Regions from separate parts of the Anas platyrhynchos genome. Here region 1 is linked to region 2. A link is a contact called in public Hi-C data. All regions are on one chromosome and are shown on one strand. The core of a region is the stretch at or near the end of the contact, and the rest is flanking DNA. Distances in the headings are between cores, read along the strand shown. Region 1 holds the start of PLEKHB1 (pleckstrin homology domain containing B1). Region 2 overlaps FCHSD2 (FCH and double SH3 domains 2).

Evidence for each region. Hi-C and Micro-C count contacts between places; a contact is called where the count stands out from the background.
Region 1: a contact with region 2 is called in a Hi-C map of skeletal muscle, with 3 times the contacts expected there. The contact joins the promoter of PLEKHB1 here to the enhancer-like site in region 2.

Annotation. Positions count from the first base shown.
Region 1 is chr1:205,813,853-205,817,285 of IASCAAS_PekinDuck_T2T, forward strand. It overlaps PLEKHB1 (pleckstrin homology domain containing B1), which reads left to right and starts at 1,567. Exons shown (of 7, transcript XM_027462307.3): 1 at 1,567-1,666; 2 at 2,452-2,511; 3 at 2,803-2,955. The coding sequence starts at 2,475.
Region 2 is chr1:205,412,293-205,415,831 of IASCAAS_PekinDuck_T2T, forward strand. FCHSD2 (FCH and double SH3 domains 2) reads right to left here. Exons shown (of 20, transcript XM_027462102.3): 18 at 2,444-2,573; 19 at 2,197-2,279; 20 at 1-477. The coding sequence ends at 394. Among named protein-coding and RNA genes, the nearest start is that of RPS3, 11 kb to the left of the region's middle. Within about 2 kb of position 1,854, at least 4 of the 8 cell types and tissues checked have an H3K27ac peak or open chromatin away from gene starts, as enhancers often do.

The sequences.
Region 1 (3,433 bases), core at 317-2,816, 400 kb after region 2:
CTCCACTTGGTCGTGTGAGATGTGTGAACAGTTTCAGAAATCCCTCATTTTACACCCAAAACTCCAAGCATCGCTAACACAGCCCCAAGGCGCCTCCTGGGAGCCTACCTGGAGGAAGTCTCCAAGTGGGTTTCTCCAAGCTGGAAGTCTCCAAGTGGGTTTCTCCTAATTAGCTCCACCTGATTACTACAAAAATTTGGGCAAAGCCACAAATTCGGTCCTCCTCCACAAGCATTTGAGGCCACCTCCCTTCTCCCACCCTCCCAGCTTTGCCAGCTGTAAAGAAAAGCGACCCCTTAAAGTCCCCAAATCACCGTTTCCAGCCACCGTGCCCCAAATTTATCCCAGGCAGCTCAAAAATAACACCAAAAAACAGACAGTTTGCAACAAAAATAAATAAATCAGCCCCCCAAATCCTGCACCACCACCGTGTTCGTCCCCAGAGGAGAGCTGAGCGATTCGGGGAGGTTTTTATGGCCTTGCTTTTGGTTTTAAGGTCCCGACGCCTGCCACGGCTTCCCGCTGCCCTGATTTTTTGCTCCCTGCAGGTTTTACTTCTGCTCTTTTCCACCTTTTTTTTTGTCTCTTCTCGGAATAAACTTGTCAAGGAGACAAATTATCCCAGCCCCGTGCGCAGAAGAAAACCTTTTGGGGCTCCATCGCACCAAACGCAGCGCCCGGCCGAGGGTCCGATCAACATTGGCCTCAAATGAATTAAATTTTCAGCCAAAGTTTGACCTAAGAAAGTCTTTTTTTTACCAATTTATGGCAGAACAAATTTTACCAATTTATGGCTGTAAAGCCAGCGCTGGAGGGAGGGGAGGGGAAAGGTTTTTATAGTAAAAAGCCGGAATCAATGATTTTTTTTTGCCTTTAGGGCTGCTGAAAGCTTAATAAACATCTTAATTATCAGCCCATATATTAATTCCATATTAATATTAATTATCACCCTGCTTATAAATAACTTGGTTGGGATTTTAACGCCTGCACAGCGGGAATAGACACAATTTATGTGTGTGTGTATGGCTTTTACGGACGAGGAGCAGAGGATAAGAGGAGCTGGGTTTTGGGGCTGCCGCCCCCTCTCCGTCACCCCAAATTTGTGCTTATGGCACCCATGGGACCCCCACCTGTGGCAGCAGCAGCGACAGACCCCCAAAAAAAAAAAAAAAAAACAGCACCCGTGCCACGAGCTCAGTGTTTTTTAGGGTTTTTTTTTCCCAGCTTTTCCCCATGGGCACCGCAGGGGGGATTAAAGCTCGGCGAGGTCAGGGGGGGCTCAGGGTTTGGAGCCGCAACCTCCTCACGGATCCCCCGCTCCTCCCAGCCCTGCTTTTTTTTTGGGATTTCGCATCGGGGCAGGCGAATCTCAACCCAACCCCGACCCCACAGCTGCTTTTAGGGCCGCAGGCGATGCGGGGGCCATCCGCAGCATCGCCCCCCTGCACCAACATCCCCAGGGCATCCCTCCTGGCTGCACCACCGTGCCCAGCGACCCCAAAACCTGATCCCAAAACCATCGTGGTCCTTTGGGGACTCTGCAGCTCTTTAGGCCGCGTTCCCCGAGCAGGACTACAGCTCCCGAAGCCCCGTGCGTGTGGGTAGGGACGGGCAGCGGGAGCAGAGCGCAACCCTTAGCGGGGACCCGCCGTGCTGCTGCCGCTCGGTGAGGGGTGCCCAGGGGGGTTTTGGGGGTTTTGGGAGGGTTTGGGGGGGAACGGGGATGGGGAGAGGGAAGGGGAGAGTCAGGGGATGGGGGTAGCGGGGATGGGGTGAAAAGGGATGGGGTGAAAAGGGGAGAGGGGTGGTAGGGGATGGGGGACAGGGGGATGGGGAAACTGGGGAGGGGGTAAAAAGGGGGTTTTGTGGGGTAAAAAGGGGGTTTTGTGGGGTAAAAAGTGATAAAAGTGTCCGGGGATGGGGTTCCAAAGGGATGGGGGTCCTAGGAGTTAGGGTAGCGGGGGATAGGGGTGCTAGGGACGGGGTACGAGGGGGTGGGAGATAAGGGGGTGGTGGGATCGGGCTGGGATTAATGGGGTGGGGGTGCAGGGATGGGGTACAAGGGGATAAAAGTGCCGGGGATGGGGTTAAAAGGGGATGGGGTACAAGGGGGTGGGGTACAGGGGGATGGGGATATGGGGTGGTGCTCGGGGCCCCGGGGAGCAATGATTTCACGGCCTCATTAAGGACTAATTTCCATCCAGGCAGGGAAAACAAACGAGCGGGGGCCGTGGAAAGTTACCGGGGGGGGATTCGGGGGGGTGGTTACCTCCTCGGGATGATAATCCCTAAATCCCGAGGAGATTATAGGGGCACGGAGCAAGGTGGCCGGAGCTCTCCCCGCCCGAGCGCTCCCCAGATTACCAAACCCCAAAAAGGGGGACAGGGAACGGGGTGCAGGCAAACAGGGAGCTGCTCCCCTAACCCCACTGTTTCCCCTCGACCCTACAGATCCCAAAAACCACCCCGTGGCCATGGCGTTGGTGAAGAGCGGCTGGCTTTGGCGGCAGAGTGAGTGGGGAGCTTTGGGGTGCCGGGGGGGGGATCACAGAGAGGAGAGGAACCCCAAGAGCACGGATGGGGCCGTTCCGCATCCTACAGAGCAGCACGGAGGCATCCTATAGGTTTTTTTTGGCAGCTTTTTGGGGTTTGCTCCAAGCGCATCACCGAAACCACCTGGCCGCGCTGTCGGGGTCGTCACCGCCGCCAGGCGTCCCCGGGGGGATTTGGGGGACGGCGTTGGCTGCACCCCAAATGGGGTGGGACTGCACGATCCTACAAATCCCGCTCGATCCCTTTTAGGCTCGATCCTACGGCGCTGGAAGAGGAACTGGTTCGTGCTGTACCTGGACGGCAGCCTGCTCTACTACCACGACCAGACGCAGCGCGACATGGACGGCCGCCTGCACATCAAGCACAGCTGCCGCGACGTCAGGATCGGCCCCGAGTGCCGAGGCGAGCAACTCCCCCCGGCCCCAAAACCCTCTGTCCCCAAAACCTTCTGTCCCCAAAACTTTTGGTCCCCAAAACCTTCTGTCCCCAACCCCCGTGTCGCCAAACTTCATGTCCCCGTCTTCATGTCCCCAAACCCCGTGTCATCCCCAAGCCCTCATGTCCTGCAAACCCTCGCGTCCCCCAAACCGTCGTGTCCCCACACCCTGTGTCCCCAAAGCCCTGTGTCCCCAAACCTTGTGGTCCCCAAAACCTTCTGTCCCTGAACCCCGTGTCCCCAAACCCCATGTCCCCAAACTTTCTGTCCCTTCCTCGTGTCCCCAAACCTTGTGTCCCCAAACTCCCATGTCCCCCAAACCCTCATGTCCCCAACCCTTCTGTCCCCACACCCTGTGTCCCCAAACCTTGTGGTCCCCTAACCCCGTGTCCCCGAACCCCACATCCCCAAACTCCCTGTCCCCAAACCCCCGTGTCCCCAAAG
Region 2 (3,539 bases), core at 604-3,103:
CAACAGTAATATACTGTACTAATGCACGTGGTAGAAGTATGCTATGACTAAGTTGCATGAACGAGGCTCTTTCCTCGGCCTCCGTATAAAAATCGACCATCTTCAGCCAAGAGAGAAACCTGCTCCAAGGCAATCCTCTGCTCGCTGCTTGGCCCGTCTTGGTTTGTGCTAAGAGAGGAAGAATGATGTCTAGAAACCAAAACCCAAAAAAAAAAAAAAGGCACGAAATAGTCATGACCGCGGGAAGGAATCCACCATGTCACTGTCACAGAAAATCCTCCCTATCTCTTGCTCTATTCAACGTCTTCATCATGCAAAGGTGCCTAAAAACGAGATCGACCAAATGCGGCGTTTGGCCTTGATTGTAGCACTACTGCTCGACCAGTCCGCTCGTTACACCAGGGTAATTTCCACGTCCTCTATCTTCTCTGTTGGCCGGCGATGATGCTGCGTAGGGGGCGGTGGGGCTGCTCGCACCTGAAACAGCCAGAAAATGCCAGTAAATATCCCCAAACTCAACGTTTCACAACCTGCAGAGAGCACTGCTGCAATTTTGGGCTCTTTGTGATACTGTCCCGTCACCAGGCTCAGGTGGCTTTTCTCCAGCACGACTGGCAATCGTGGTGGTGCAAGCATCTATTTATTCTGCCTGCACATTAATGAAGTTATTTTTGCTCCTGGCCGAGCATTTCCTTGGGATTTAACAGGGTTTAAAGGGTGTTTAAAGTCCATGCAGGGTTTTTATCACGTTTTCAGAACACATCAGAATGACTCGCTATGAAAAACATGAATTGTGGAGTATGAAACAGCTGCGCAGCCCTGGTTGGTACTGTCAGCAATACCCTAAAAAACTTCACAATATTTTAAAAACATGCATATTTAAAATGCAATACTACGAGAAATCCCTTTAATTAAGACATGGCACTGTTGTAGTATCTTGAAAAGACACTCAGCTGCAAGAAACAAATTAAGTAAATACAAATCTACAAAATGAAAGAGTTGAATCAGTCATTTCACCAGAGAATATGATAACTTGCAACTTCTCCGTTCAGTATTTAAATGTTTAATAATGCAGCACTGTTATCTTTCATCTGTATTTCACTAAGGCTAACTCACTGACTGCTGGAATATTTGAATATTATTGAATATTCATTCAAAAAATACTTCTTCTGCAAACTCATTCATTAAAAATGTTAGGAAAACACAAATATTAGATCTTAATGTGATTTGTTGCAGGACTTTGAAATCCTCAAAATGTGATTCAAAGTTAACCTTAGCGGATGAACTTTGCAAGACTGAAGTGATGAAATTTTTCCTTTCCTTTCCTGGCAGGAGCTCTCTGTCTAAGCAGCAAAGGCATCACAAAACGTACAGGATATCACTGTTAAGAAATTTTTAATTCAAAATTCTCAAATCAAGCAGTTTGGAAAAAAAATAGCCCTAAATGCAACAAAGCTCCAAGGCTTGCATATTACATCAAACTGCCAGTGAGCAGATTTGTCTGCCAGCACATTGTGTGGCTGGGAACACAACCTCTGGAAAAAAAAAAAACACAAAACATTTGTACAAATCATACGATTAAACTGTTCTGGCATTTATTCACCACCTCTTTATTGGTTCTGCTCAGTGGGTATTACGTGTGGCAACAGCAGAAGTAATCTCCCAAAGCCTCGCAAGGTGGTGTGCGTTTATTGACTAACATCTACATTATAGACGTAACAATTTCCTCCCAGCTTACATTTCACAATTCATGTGCCTCACAAAGAGACACGAAGCTATTACAGCTACCAAGGCAGACGCAGAAGGGCAGGCTGGATACAAAGGGGCCAGATAAAATTCAAGGTCATTTTTAAGCCCAGTCAGGGACTTATTGTTTAAACAAGCGCAGCTTTGTTTTGTTCCAGTACCCACTTATCTCCAATAGCTCTCGTGTCCCACAGCTTTCTGACACATCTGTGGTATTATCAAAGGGGAGTGAGCAGACCTTTCCTCGCACCATTCTCCCGAGATGCTCTATTATTACACGGAGTAATTGGATTTGCAGGGCACCGAGAGCCAAACCATCAGGTGTTGTATCACAGGCCACGGGAATTCCACCGCCCTGAATGCCCCTGCATGTGTTTTACCTGGGCTAGCGACATGACCCAGCTTTAAAACCTGGTAACATCGACAAAAAAAACAGCATTTGAAACTCACAGGTCGCAGTTTGCCGTATGAAGTTTCAGGAGGAAGTCGGGGAGGCTGGGAGAATCCAGGGGACTCTGAGCTGAAGCTGTTTTCTGAAAGAGAAAGCGTCAACACACCACCAACCGGTCACTCAATATTGCCGAGTAAGATTTATGGTGCAAAAAAAGCTTTTTTTTTTGTTGTTTTCCTGAAATACCAACATTTTAAATAGAGCATTGAGCTGAACTGTTTCTCTGGCTATCACAAAACTTCTTACCGTTAGTCGACGGCGATCTGGGGAAGTACTGGGACCCTCTTTTATCTGGACTATGGTAGGGGCTCGTGGGAGGCTGGTCGTACAGCGGCAGCGGCGGGAGGGCGTTGTTGGGCTTCGGAGTCGGGGATACCTGCGTGAGAGAGAGGTAAAGCCTTACTCCTCCACGGTTTTTATCTACACACCACGGCACAAGAAGCTCTCTGGGGCATTATCATGCTAGGAACTTTCATCTGGAGAAAAACTATCCGACAAAAGCGCTGTCGGGTACACCAGAGGAGGACAGCCAAGATATCCAACAGCGATTACAGATCTATCTTTAAATCACAGGTTGCCACCGAGCAGAAATTTTCATCCTTTCCCAGGTATAATTTAGACGGGCTTTTTGAAGGTTATCTGAAAAAAAAAAAGCCATTTGGCCAAACGTGCCTCTCCACACATACACAAAAATGTGATAAAAGCGATCTGACTGCTCAGTTCTGTTTGTGCTGTTAAAATGTTGAGAAAAACAGAAGCAATAACATTCCTGCATGTAACTGGGACAAAGAATATGAAACAAAATTAGCATTGGTATTGTATGGACGTGCAAAGTTTGTCCAAAAAGCACCATGAATGTCTCTTTGGTTACCTCTGACAGCCCCGAGGCATTCCTACCCATTTAAATACAGGCAGCACTTCGGCATTTTTATCTCAAATGAAGTGAAGCTCAGTCAGAACAGAGGAACTCAGCGTGCCCAGGAATGCAGCTGAACACTCCTCTGTCTTCGTGGTCTTCTCAAATCAAAGAATAAAACACTGGAGAAATGTCTGTAGGACACATGGAAGTCCAGTTTCCAGCACCACAGTTACAGAAGGCGCCTGATTTTCTACTGTAGCGTGGGGATTACAGAACTACACTGAAATGAGGACATTTTGGCAAAAAGTACTGTGCTACAATATTCAGCAGCATTCTCCCTTCAAAAATTGAGAAGACGCAGACCAGCTTTAAGTATGAAAACATTAAATTAGGGCTAAGAGAGCCTGTAATTCTCTTTTTGCCAGGTTCTGTTCGATGTCTCAGTCCATGCCATGAATTAATTACAAGAAGGAGACTGCGAAT